Linked DNA regions of Rattus norvegicus: region 2 is linked to region 1. Evidence: chromatin contacts called from public Hi-C data. All regions are on one chromosome and are shown on one strand. The core of a region is the stretch at or near the end of the contact, and the rest is flanking DNA. Distances in the headings are between cores, read along the strand shown. Region 1 overlaps Sema3e (semaphorin 3E). Region 2 holds the start of Sema3e (semaphorin 3E).

Region 1 (6,857 bases), core at 3,213-5,712:
TGAAACACCTCAGACAACAACTGAGAGTCCCCAGGCAAACAGCCAGACGTGCTTCAGGTCATTTTGGATCATTAACTCCAGTCATCCTCACAGCTGGTCAGACACCTGTGCAGGGCCAGCAAAGACCAGTGAGGCCATCGTCAAACACATGTGCTGCTCTCATCCCAAAAGCAGAATCATGAACTCCAAATGCAGAAGGCAAGTGTTTTCAGTCAGTACATTTGGAAGAGGGGCCACTTTATAATAACAAAAGCTAACTAATACAAGGAATGGTAACCTGAACTAGGGAGCAGTAACAAGGTGAGAAATGTTTATTTTTCCAATTTATTTTTATTTCTCTAGTTAGTGGTTCATCATGTTTGTTGACTTCAGAACCAGTGACCATTTCACTTCTGTTAGGAACGTGCATTGGTTTCATAAATCTTATTCATGAATTTATTTTTATCCTGAAAAATATCATTACTACAAAAGCAAGAAAAGAAAGAATATATCTTCATCATGGTGCTAGATTTGTAGAGAGTAACAGGAGGGATGGAGGAAAATCATAAAATTTTTCTTTGGAGAGGAGTGTATCAGTGTTAGCAACTCCATGCCAGACAGAATCAAATCAAAGATAGAAGCTCCCACTACATGACTATAGAGACAAACTAATGGGAAAGCATTTTATAAGATTTAATACCGTAACATTTGATGTTACTTAACCTAGGCTGTGAAATAACCAGCTTTATTTCTAAAATTAAATGGAAAGGGTTATCAAAAGAATCTTCAGCATACTCAACAACTTGCTAATATTTATGTTTTCTACTTTCTGAAACATTTCACTATAAGACATTCAAGTCAAAGTACTTGCTATAAGTTATATCATTCCTTGGGATGGGGCATAGTCAATGGCACAGCTGTGAAGGGGACCTACTGTCAGTGATGGGCAAGCCTTACTACATACAGTGTTCTTACTTTCTTGCTGAAGGCCAAATATAAGACTATGTCTTTTGATTTTTCTGACTTTGATTAATTGAAAAGGAGGAATTATTTTACCATATTGCAACACGGAAGGCAGGAAAATACACCAATGTATAAGTTCTTCATGGAACAAGAGGGATATATTCTGTGATTTCCAAAGAAGGAAGGAACACATTCCATTAACCATGTAGCAGATGCTTAAGGGCATAGCGTTAAGCATATAAAGAACATAGCTTTAAGCATTTCCTAAGCTTCTGATAATTTGATTTGGATGAATGGCCCTGTCACATTTGCATTGTTTCTATCGCTCTGCCAACTAGTTTTTCCTTCTTTGTTTATTAAAATACAGACTTTATAATTTGGTTGATTACAAGACACCATCCAAAGCAAAGATAGGCTTTAAACAGCCCTATAAATTCATAAAACATATGTAATAGTTGTTATTCAATAAAATTAAAATGTATCTTATTTCTCCCACAACTATTACAGGACAAACCTTTTCCTTGGAAAGAAAAAAAAATGGAAACCAAGGATCCACTGTAACTAAAAGCAGATGACTTCAGAATAGACATACCTGTGTATAAATTTGATTAAAATATAGACGTAACAGAAATGAACTTATTCGAATATTGGCACATTGGGTTCATGAAACTTTGTAAATCCATCAAATAATAGTATTAGCTTTCCTCTAGAACCTAGTCAATCACAAAAAGCTTACACTGGATGTACGTGTTGCAGTACGTGGGATCAGACATGAGTTCCATTTAATTAGAGAGTAGTCAGCTGTGTTCAATACAGTCACATCACTGCTGTACCAGCTGGCGTATCTTGCCAGACCACTGGTGACTACAGCTTACAAGGTTCGCAGTTGAGTAAGACTACTGTTGATTATTTTCCCAAGTAAATAGCACATTCCAGGACTGTGATACCTAGCCAACAGGGATGAAGCTTCAGGGTCTGTACCAATTTGATTTCCCCATACCTTATGACTCAAGTGTAGGATGGCTTTGGAAATAGCATCTTACCATCAAGCTAGAGAGTTACTAAGAGCAATCGCAATGGCCTGTAATGTCCGGGAGTCTTAGATGTGTAATAACTCAAAATGGAGTAATCCATTCCTGGCCCCAAACCTTTAATTTTACAGCCTATTGTGCAGTGGGGAAGGATTATTCCCAAGTTATAGGGTAACATCATTCAAATGTCTTTCATATATGTGTGCATTTGTGGAAGCTGATAGAACTTAAAGTAGTAGGTTTCTTATGAATTTGGATTTTAAGAAAAATTAAATTAATATTTAATACAGTTTTATAAATAAAAACGTTGTACGTACCTACTATGAAATTTATTGTTATGCCTACCTCTCAAAAACAATATGAAAATAAAAAAAACAATATGAAAATACTAATTTATTTCATAATGTACCTGGTTTAAGTACTTAGAACGTCACAAGATTCAGCATCTTTCCCAAAATCTGCATCAAAATTAATGTGTCCGACTTCTCAGATGTTTTTTAAACATAAAAGCATCTATCTATGTATTATCTATGTTCCTATAGTGTGCATTATCCTACCATTAAGACTACAAACTGTTTTTAAAACCTTTCTAAACACAGTCTCTTGAAACCCAGTACTCATAAAAATATTTACTTTTCCCTTTTAAGGGTCCAGAAATAGTCTCTTTGTAATTTAAAGTTCTGTGTCACAAGGAAAGAGAAGTAAATTCATCACAAATTCCCCACTTGAAGGACCTGTGGTATCCATACAGCCATCTGAGTTTTGACTACACATATCTCATTTTGGTTGTTTTTTATCCGTAGTATAATAGTTTAATTAATTAAATTAACATTTTAGAATCTTTTTCAAATTACTATCTTGAGAGTTTTTAATTTAATGAACATTGACCTTTTCAGCATGAAAAACTGTAAAGATAATTAACATACCTAAGTGCAAATAAGTTATAAAATGACAGGGCTAGAGAGATGGCTCAGTGGTTAAAAGCACTGACTGCTCTTCCAGAGGTCCTAAGTTCAAATCCCAGCAACCACATGGTGGCTTGCAACCATTTAATGGGATCTGATGCACTCTTCTGGTGTGTCTGAAGACAGCTACAGTGTACTCATAAAAAGAAAATAAATAAAATTCTTTTAAAAAACAATAAAGATATAAAATGATATTACATCTTCAGACCACTGCAAGCAATGAGCTAGAGCTGGAGAAGGATGATGAGTTAGCCCACTGATCATCATGCTGCTACTGGAGTAGAAAGCTCAGGCAATGCACTGAAACTCCGCGTGATGTCATCTGCTACCGTGTGTGGCTGGACATGAGCTGGCATGCTTCTATTTCATTCACAAACTTTGTGACCCGTGCTTATCAATGGCAATGGTTGGAGGACTCCCACCATAGTAGGAAATCCTATTGCCATTTCAAAGTGGAAAGTAATTAAATTAACTACACAGACCCAATATTATTATTCTTGATGTGCTAAGAAAAGGAAGAGAATTCAAATCTAAAGAATGCTGACTTGTTAGAAGGAAGTCTGTAAGGAATTATTACTTTCTAAAGAACCCTTAATGGTCCAGGAGTACAAAGAATAGCATTTCCGTTTTTAATCATAAATGCAAATATCCTTTTCAAATGCTAAAGGATAAAAAACAGAAACAGTAAATGAAACAGTAAAGTTTAATTTTAAACAATGGGTTAAAATCAGGCATCTAAGTAAGATTATATACACAAATAATAAAAATCAGTAGATACAACTTAATAAAGGAATAAAGTCTGTGGTTTTAAAGATGGATTTGGAAGCATAATACCTTAGATGCAAATTATAGCCCCTTATGCTGCCTATCACTGCTGGATACAATGTGTCAATTCTACCAGATCTTGCCAGCACAATACACCAAAACAACATTCAACCATATCTTTCAATGATAAGAATTCTGCTTCATTAGATGATGTTAGGATACCTGTACACATGAATATACACACACTGGAAGATAAGTAATGCAAAATAAGATATCTTAATTTTAGTTTCAATGTCTATAGGTACAGTTACATTAAAAAGAAAATTACCCTTTCCTTGTGACGACTTCCTTTTCTGACATAACTACATTAATATAGAAATTAATTCTAAATTAATCAGAAAATAATAATTTCTCTGATCTCGACATTAGAATATGATTAAACATTTATTACCATTTAATTAAGTCAACAGTACTTATATGCAATATTTATATGGTCTTAGCTCATTTGCAAGGCTACATACTGTTAGTGTGATGCATTTTTTAAAACCTTCAGCTATATAATCTTTGGAATTCCGTTTGTTCATGGATATTGAAAAATGGCTCATCTCTGATAGACAAAAAGCAGTACTAGGGTGAAGACCCAAGGACAAACACACAAGAAGGAAGATGTTGCCTGGTGCCAGGACCTGCATTCTGTCAGCCATATTCACCCTGTCCTGCGTCTCCCCAAGTTCGCTGAGTCACTGCATTGCATTCCAAGCTCTGCAGTCAAATGTCTACTTCTGACTACCTTGTCAATGCCATCCTTTTCAGTGACTCACCTAAAGTTTGGCATGTTAGACTAGGAAATAGTAAAGAAATTTTGCAGGCTTATTCTTGTGAAATCTCCTCAATGCTCTAAGGAGACCTCCGAGAAGAGATATGCCGTTTGTTGTGTTGTCTTCTTACTACAGCAAAGGCACTTGTGTTAGGAGAATCAGATTTAGGAAGGGAGCTTGAATCGTAGATTTGGAAATTATATAAAGGGTTTATTCATATTGTTGAGTCTTCCCTAGTAATATGTACAAAGACATACTAGAATGTAGGAAGGCTCTTGGACTTTCCTATCTCTGATTTTTGTTTTAAAACCAACTTAAGGACTTCGTGACACAGGCAATGACTGCCTGTTATAAGCAAGTTAGCTGCCCTTGGACCTAATTCACTTTTTCTGATCCCCTAGACCTAATTTCTCATATTTGGTCCTAGTTCTGCAACAGAAGACTGGCTGCAGCCTTCCTTCCTCCTTGCTCACATCTACTATGAATCTCATTCATGTATGTATACCCTACTTAACTCCCAGCCCCCAACTCAATCAGAAGCCCTTGTCAACAAGAGGTCACACCTGCCAGAAAACTAACTGGGCTGTGCACAGACCTTCTATAATCTCTTTGTTTTCCTACACCCAATCCCTCAGTCTCCTCCCGAACTGCAACAAATCACTAGCTGTGGCTCCCCACCCCATGCCTATGTCTCCTGTATATCTCTCTGGGTCTCCCTCCCACACTGTTCAATATGTCCCAGTCCGAACCTCAAAAAGACACCCCTGCTCAACCACAGACCACTCCAATTAGAAGACCAGGTAGCCTGCCCACTACCTTCTCTGCTCTCACTGTTCTAGACCAAATCCCCCCAGGCTAGCCCCTAGCACAGCAACACAAGCAGGCATTCCGTGTGAACATACCCGGCTACTAAAACAAGCAATGAGCAACAATCTCACTCCCTGAATATTCAGAGGAAGCAGAAACCAAGGAAGAAAATACCTACCCAACAAAGATAAATGCAGAAATCAAAATCTAGACCTATAATTGCCTGAGAGTCAGATGCTAGACACCAGCTTAAGAACACAATAACAACCAGGACAGAATGTCTCCACTAGAGGCCACCTTTTTTACCACAGCAGGCCCTGAATATTACAGCATAGCTAAAGCAGAGGGGAAAGACCGTAAATCAAGTATTCGATGGTAATACGGGTTCCCTTTTCTTTATTCTTTTCTTCCTTTCTTTCTTTTTCCTTCCTTAGGTGGTTGTTTGGTTGGTTGGTTGCGTTTGTTTGTCCACACAGGGTTTCACTTTTTCTAGAGCAGTAAGATGACTAAAGAAGATCAAGGCAATACAAATTGGAAAGGAAGGAGTCAAATTATTGCTATCCTAGTATACAGAAGTAACCCCCAAATTCCTACCAAAGAACTTCTACAACTGGTAAACTCCTTGAACTGATAAACTCCTTCACCACTTATTGCTGGAAAGATTAACTAAAAAATAAAAAAGAATAGTGACCCCCCCATATACCGATGACAAATGTGATGAGAATAAAAACAAGAAAGCAACCGAACAACAGCCTTCATATTAGCCACAAATAATATAATACCTTGTAGAGACTCTAGCCAGGAAACTAAAAGACTTGTATGAGAATAATTTCATGTCTTTGAAGAGAAAAATTGAAGAAGATATCAGAAGATGGAAAGATATCCTATGTTCATTGATCGGTAGGATTAACACAGTAAAAGTGACCATCTTACCAAAAGCAATCTACAGATTTAATGCAATTCCCATCCAAATGCCAACACAACTCTTGAACTACAGAACTTGAAAGAGCATTTGATATGGACAACTTCATAAGGAAAAACAAAAAACCCAGGATAGCGAAAACAATCCTGGACAATAATGGAACTGCTGGTGATATCCCCATCACTGATTTTAGGCTTTACTGTAGAGATATAGTAATAAAACCATATGGTATTGGCATAAAAACAGACAAGTTGATCGATGAAACTGAATTGAAGACTTGAGCATAAATCCAAATACCTATGGGTACCTAACTTTTAATAAAGGAGCCAAAAGTATGCAATGGACAAAGGAAAACATCTTCAACAAATGCTGTTGGTCTAACTGGTTGTCACCATGTGGAAGAACACAAATAGATCCATGTTTATCGCCCTGCAGAAAACTCAAATCCAAATGGATCAACAACCTCAAAACAAAACCAGATACAATAAGCATGATAGAAGAAAAAGTGGGAAATAGCATTGAACACATTGGCACAGGAGGCAAATTCCTGAGCAGAATACCAATATCACAAGCACAAAGATCTGCAATTAATAAATGGAACCCCATG
Region 2 (6,857 bases), core at 2,954-5,453, 51 kb after region 1:
TGCACATGATGCATGACTACCACTGTATGTTAAATTTTTTGCCTTACATAGTCAACCTCAACTCTAATCTTGACTGAAAAATATTCTTTCAGGGAGAGATAGCATCTTGCCACCTAATTTTTTTTTATGTTTTCACTTGTTAACAAAACTTATTTGTTCTTATAAAACTCACCAAGAGATACATGTATTTTCTGAATAGAGGATGTCTTATCCTTTCATGTCCTATATTTGCCCTAAATTGACACATTTTCTAAATAATAAGATAGATTGAGATGGTAAGAAAAACTGAGGCCTGAAGACAGTCCCATCACAGGTGAAAAATGCTTAGAAACTAGCCAGACGGTGCTCTCTATCCTGTATTGCCTTCCTACTTAGAAGCCTTCTTTTTCAAAGGTTTAAGAGCAGACCATGGGGTTGGGGATTTAGCTCAGTGGTAGAGCACTTGCCTAGCAAGCGCAAGGCCCTGGGTTCGGTCCCCAGCTCCGAAAAAAAGAAAAAAGAAAAAACAAACAAACAAACAAACAAAAAATGAAAGGACCAGTTGGCCTCTAGACACGTTTGTGAATATACTTTTGTAGAAATTAACTCAAGCTTTGTATATGACAGTTAAATCTCCTCCTGGATGGGGGAGGGGAGATTTTGTTGTTGTTGCTGCTGTTGTTGCTGGAAGTGGAGAGTAAAAGAAAACTGGCTGCCCTTCTCCCACCTGACACATAACATAGACCACTGCCATGAGAAGAATGATGGATACACACAACATGGGTCCTCTAGGGACCTGACAGTGTCATCCCATAGGGTCAGGCAGCAGCACAGAGGTGCTATGTCACATACACCTGCATATCTTACTTTGAAAGACTGAACAAACCACTGGTAATATTAATTACTTAATTCCTCCTGCTACTAAAAACCCAAAATTACTGTCACCATTCAATACCTCAGAAGATTAATCTGCACTGCATGATTCCCAATATTGGAAGACTCTTGGAAGGTCTGCTGAATTCCAGAGTGTGGAGAATGGTTCATTTTGTGCTGACTGAACTGGATGTCCTTGCTCTGACATTCCTTGCTTTTCCTGTCACTGAGGAACCTGTGGTACGGCAAGCATTTGCTGCTCCAGGTTCCCTTTCTGGTGTGATCTCATAGCTGACTCTCCTAAATTTCACAAGTAAGAACATTTTATTCACAGATATCGCTACACTGTCTTCATATAAAACCAGCATCATAAAATTGTCTGTTTAGCCAGTCCCAATAAACAGAGAAGAAATGCCAAAGAAAAATCTTGTGAGAGTTTTCAGTCTGCTACACGCAAATACATGAAGATCCTTTCCACAGCATATGACACGGCTCATAAAATCAGTTACACTTATCTCCCTGATGAAGAGAGACATCTTGAAGACGAGCTTGATTAAAAAAATATATATTTAAATGAGATCAACTTTACCATGGAATTTTGGTATGCTGACCCAATTATAAGCTCTCCCGTGCAGAACCAAATGAGGCAGTTTGGAAAACATACTGAGACTAAGCTACCAAAAGCCAAGTCTGCCTGAGGTATAAAGGTTAATAGAAGGCTTAACAGAAGAGCAGCATGTCAAAACCAACAGCCTATGCTGCTGTTGTTGTTTTCCTTTTCTCTACGTTTTGCTTCAGTTATCCACTACAAAAAAAAAAAAAAAAAAAAAAAAAGGAAAAAACTATGGCAAAGTTGAAACTAGAAGGGAAAAAAACAAGCCCTGTATCCTTTCATGACTCACGTGTCCCTTTGCCTACATTCCATCCTTCCTCATTGCCTAACGTCACCCTCTCTTGCTCTGCTTTCTAAATCTTACACTCCACCTAGAGTTGGTCACACTTGCTTGCTGTGTACAGACACACAGTACACATGTTATAGGCTGGGATCCACACTTCAGAAAGAACGAACGTCCAGTGCTTTCTGGCATGAGTTTGGCTCACCTCACTTAACAGTGCACTTACCAAGTCCATACATTTTCCTGTAATTTTTGTGATATCAACAGTGTACACTCAGGAAAAGAAATTAGGAAGAAATAACTCATGCATAATAGCTCTAGGATAAATACTACTTATAAGAAACATTCTTTTCTGGCATCCTCATTTCTCCATCCCATCAAATTTTGCATTTTGATGTGTCTGGCTATAACTTCTTAGAAATAGAGGCTTTGCTACCCATCATAATATATCATCCCAACTCAAAAGGCATGGGCTAAAGGACACTACATTCTAAACATGTTACAAATGTGTTGTGATTTGTGCTTAATCCATTTTTGGTACCTAGTACATAATGTTACAAGGACATTATTTAAATCAAGAAGATAGTCGTAGTTTTAAGTATTAAGATGGGAAATTTCTAGAGTCACCATTACATTTACTGCTGTACGATAAAAAAACAAAAAGGCCAATTATGTCATACAAAACTCAGACCTCCTGGTTCCATCCTCTGCTAAATAGTCTGTCTTGTATTCAAAAACGCAGGTTCTCTTCTTTCCGTAGTGAAAGACAATTTAAAAGCTTACTCGGTTGAATAAAATGGCTCTTATGTAATCCTTATTATTGCATCTGTTCTCTGCCTTAATTGGTGGTGGCAATGAATACTTCATTCCCAATAATTTATTCCAAATTCCTTTTAAGTCAACAAAATCACTTCCTCTTAAAACAGGTCTTGCTCTTTATTTGTTTGGTGACAGGAAGACTCATGATTGGTTTTGACTGCTCCTGATGCAAAACCTATCTTTTGATCATTTATTTATGAATATGATGTAGCTGTGCATAGAATAAAACAAACACTCTGCCAGACATTCAGTAAAAATACATGAATGCACACTTAAGAAATAGCTAGTGCATAGCAATATTTAATCATTATAAGTCAATTTACCATGATTGCCAGAAAACTACTTTATTTGGCCACACATTAAAATATTCTAATAACCAACTCAGCGTGAAGGCTAATTTCTATTATTTGCTAGTCATTTAAATTACACGGGGATATCATTTATTCCTCAGGAATTTTCTTTTCTCCTCTCAATCTCATTATAAAGGAAACAATCAAAACATCCAAGAACAACGGTGGCAGTAACAACAAAGTGTGCCTCTACTTTTAAAGCCGGTCCCATATACCTGCCATAATGCAAGTAGTGGTGTTTCAATCCCTACAGCTCCCTTGGTGGACTTAGCCTTTCCAGCTTTGAGCAATTGCGCCCCACCTTCTCAGTTCTGCACAGTGGTGAGTGAACTTCTCCAGAATAATATCTGATATTTCTAGGGCAAAAATAACACCTCCAAGTTGGCATGCGATGTAACACTTTTCCCAGATGAGGTAGGATATGTTAACTAGAGGTGCTTACAATCCTGGGTGAAGTGTCGCAATATGTTTCAGGTGCGCTTTGGGGGTCTTGGGGGTGGGGATCGTGGACCTATGTTAAGTGACTTTCTATTTGGGCATTTTCCTAACAAAAGGATAAGGAAAGGTAACCTACCTTTATGAGACAGTCGTAGCCTGGGATAGGAGGGGTTCGCAGTGTAACCTGGGGTCCAGAGCTCCAGCAGGTGACCCCAGAGCAGCAAGGTGAGGATGTGTCCGGTCGGTGCCATGGTGCGTGCTGACTCTCCTCTGGTCCCTCAGCCACACTTTAAGGCAGGACTGAGTTTTACTTCGTACTTCTCTTCAGGGGCAACTGCGGGCGACAGGCTTTGTCACAAACAGAAGGGGTTGTCATCAGAAAATACCATTCCCAAGTACCATTTGCCGACCAATATTTGGATCCGGAAAGCCTTTCTGTCCTGGGGACCCGTGGGTTAGAAGCGCAGAGCAAGAGGACATTCCAAGGAGCGCGTCTTGAGAGCCAGGTCCCGGCTGGAGCTGTCGCCGTCACCCAGCCGCGGAGTGAGGAGGAGGCTGTGGCTAGCTTCAGTCTCCCCGCCAGCTATTCATTGAGAAAACAGCCGGAGCAGAGCAGCAGCCTCCCCCAGCTCTTCCCCCAGCCTCCCCGCAAGCCTCGCAGAAGTCAGCCTCCTGCACTGACTTGCCGTGCAGCTAGTTCGTATTCGCCTCTCCTCTCGATAATTAAAAGCAAGAAGTGCCACTTGCGCCAGGAGCGCGGGATCCACCCAGTGGGGATGCCGCCTGTCAGCGCTCTGTTTACAGGAAAGTTCAGGCAGGGTTGAGCCCGTGCGCGTTTCTAGGAAGTGTCTCCAGCCCACGTGCCTCGCCGCATCTCCCGGGCTCTGACCCGCCCGCCAGCCTAGGGAGACAGGTCCTCACCCTGACGGGGCGGGGCCAGGAAGACCTGCAGGATACTCCGATTATTTGAGCTTGTGAAAGGCTGAGACGTGGCCTCGGGAAGGACGTTGAAATGCTCATTCACCAAGAGTGATCTTTGAATAAAACCACGGTCTAAATCTGCCACTCTCCAGGAGCCAAATTAATTTGTTCACTGTTTCCACACAATTCAAGTTTTCTGTATTTTCCATCTTACGAATGTTACTTTTGACTCTTTTGAGGAAAGTGCATATTTCAAGAGCCTGGGGGTGCGGAAGAGGGAATGTCATTTTTCCATCGTTTCAAAAATGGGTTGGTATGAAAAAAAACATCTGCCGTAGATTCACTTTCCCAAAGCAAAAATGTATATCTCCCCTCACATTTAAGAAAGATTAAAGGTCAAGGTGTTGGTCTTCTGAATGAGGTGTCTGTGGGTGAAGTTGAAATTCTCTACCTGGTGGCTAATGAACTTGAAATACCTGGGAAGTCAGTGTTGTGTACTCTCAGAGTTTATTTTCATAACGCCGTGTTTGTGTAAATAAACTTAACACAATAGGTCAGCTTTTCAATCTACTTTCAATCCGCTCCAAAAACTAAACCAACCATTCTAGAGCTGCTGGCATGGAAACGAGTTGTATTATTTCAAGACAGCAATAAACTGCAATCGCTGTTTGGTCTGACAGCTGAGAGTTGAATGGTAAACAAACGATATCAGCTACGATGACTTCCCTCTTATTCTTTATTACATATAGCAATGGCTGTGGGCAGGTTGTCAGAATTATGTGCCTAAAATCATGTGATTATAACGAAAACATAAATTAGGTCATTGCAATATCCTACGTTGTATATAAGCAAGAAGTCCAACCAGGCATTCTTTACCCATGTTTAAAGGATATCATGTCCTTATACAAGCAGAGTATATTTAACAAAAGGTAAATGTCGAGAAAGATTATAAATAATTAGATTTGCAAGGTTCACAGAAGATAACAAACACTAGACAGTACTTACCACTGAAACAACATAATGTAGAGACTTCTAACGCGGGGTGGTCTTCCTAGGCACTTGCATAGTTTAAAAGCCAGGCAGATTAGCTACAGACATAACTGGGACATGCTGTAACTTCACAATCATCTCACTCTGTTCCAGAATCCAAGTAACAAGAGCACAGATAGCTTTTTCAGCATTATCTAAGGGCAGGGAAATTAAATGTAGGGTCTGTGCATTACTTACTAAAATTAATACCCTTATTCAACTGACATCTACCTAACATCTCAGTGTCTATTCTGTGTCTGCTATAGAGTTAAAGCAAGACCATCACAGCCATCTCATTAAGACTCAAAGTAAATGGGAGAATAAATATTATTGATGCTGATATTTCTTACTTCCTCAAAGTAAGGATGAGGCAATTTCAAAACATTTACCACAGTAATCCATTTTTTTTGAACACCACAAAATATGCTCTGTTTTGTTCTTCTCATGTTTGTATTGTGCATTCCTTCTAGTCCTTTCTATGGCCTTTTACCTTTCCGTGTGTGTTTTATAGAAAGCATACAGATAATGTGAAATAAATTAATAATTGAAATGACTGTTAAACTAAACATTCAGTACTCTTGAAACTCCAGCTTCCACCATGTGTTTTCAGACAATCCTTTGGAATAGTCTTTGAGACAAAATTGGCCATTCACTTTTTTGAAAGAAACTAAGAATAATTAGTTTCAGAAAATAAAAAGTCAGAAGTGGGTTTGCCATTCATATTCTCATTTCAGGATGACATTTTGGGCAGTGGATTTTTTTTTAAAGTAATTATGTATAATCCAAGAATAATATAGACATATCAGGACATGAAAGGCACAATACTTAGGAAGAATCCCAAGTACTGTGGATAATTTGAAATTGAAAAATTAAAATAAATTCAACAGTAAGTAAAGTATCCCTGTGAATTGTGGGTATTTTGGATAAACAGAAATATCTGATGATTCCATGTTTGATTTGGGATGCTACAGGTTGTCAGTCTGGGCTGTATAAACATGTGGGAGAATAAAATGGGTAACTGCAAAATACATCTTTTATTAACCTGACGTAGTTGCTGTCTTGGAAGCTTGCTGCTGAATGAGCTTACCCTTTCTAGTTCATCCTGAACTCTGGGTAACTGTCTCAATCTGGCTGTTCTGGCTCAGACTCCTCTCCAAACTGATTGATTCAGTCTGGCTTCTCTCAGCTTCTTACTGAATTGCTCTGCTTAGCCTCAGATTAACTCTGGCAATTTGTTCTAATCTTTTGGCTCCTTCTCATTCTCTGGCTTCAACTGCCTCTGTTGACCTTCACTCAACTGCATGAATGATCTCAATTCCATTGCTCTGTAGTCACCGCACTGACTCACCCTTCTTCCTGTGCTGCTCTTAAATACCTTCTCTTTCCTGTGCTTTCCTGATAAGAATTGAGTATATCCTATCTGTGAATTGTTGTCTTTAGGCAGGTGAGGCAGGGCCTGTGATTTGGCAGTGAGACAGTAGGGCAGGGATAGAGTTTTTGTAAGGGGAGAGAGAGAGAAAGGGGAAGAACCACGATGGAGGCAGAGAAGGAC

What was found. A called contact is a pair of places that touch in the nucleus more often than the background predicts.
Region 2: a Hi-C map of the A7r5 cell line shows a contact between it and region 1, with 1.8 times the contacts expected there. The contact joins the promoter of Sema3e here to the enhancer-like site in region 1. A contact is called at or near these places in 2 of 12 Hi-C or Micro-C datasets (the A7r5 cell line and mammary epithelial cells).

What each region holds. Positions count from the first base shown.
Region 1 is chr4:21,455,194-21,462,050 of GRCr8, forward strand. All of the region lies in intron 1 of Sema3e (semaphorin 3E), which reads right to left. Among named protein-coding and RNA genes, the nearest start is that of Sema3e, 52 kb to the right of the region's middle. Within about 2 kb of position 4,463, at least 5 of the 93 cell types and tissues checked have an H3K27ac peak or open chromatin away from gene starts, as enhancers often do. A contact at or near this core is called in the A7r5 cell line, where this site is marked.
Region 2 is chr4:21,506,171-21,513,027 of GRCr8, forward strand. It overlaps Sema3e (semaphorin 3E), which reads right to left and starts at 4,204. Exons shown (of 17, transcript NM_001106579.1): 1 at 3,492-4,204. The coding sequence starts at 3,606.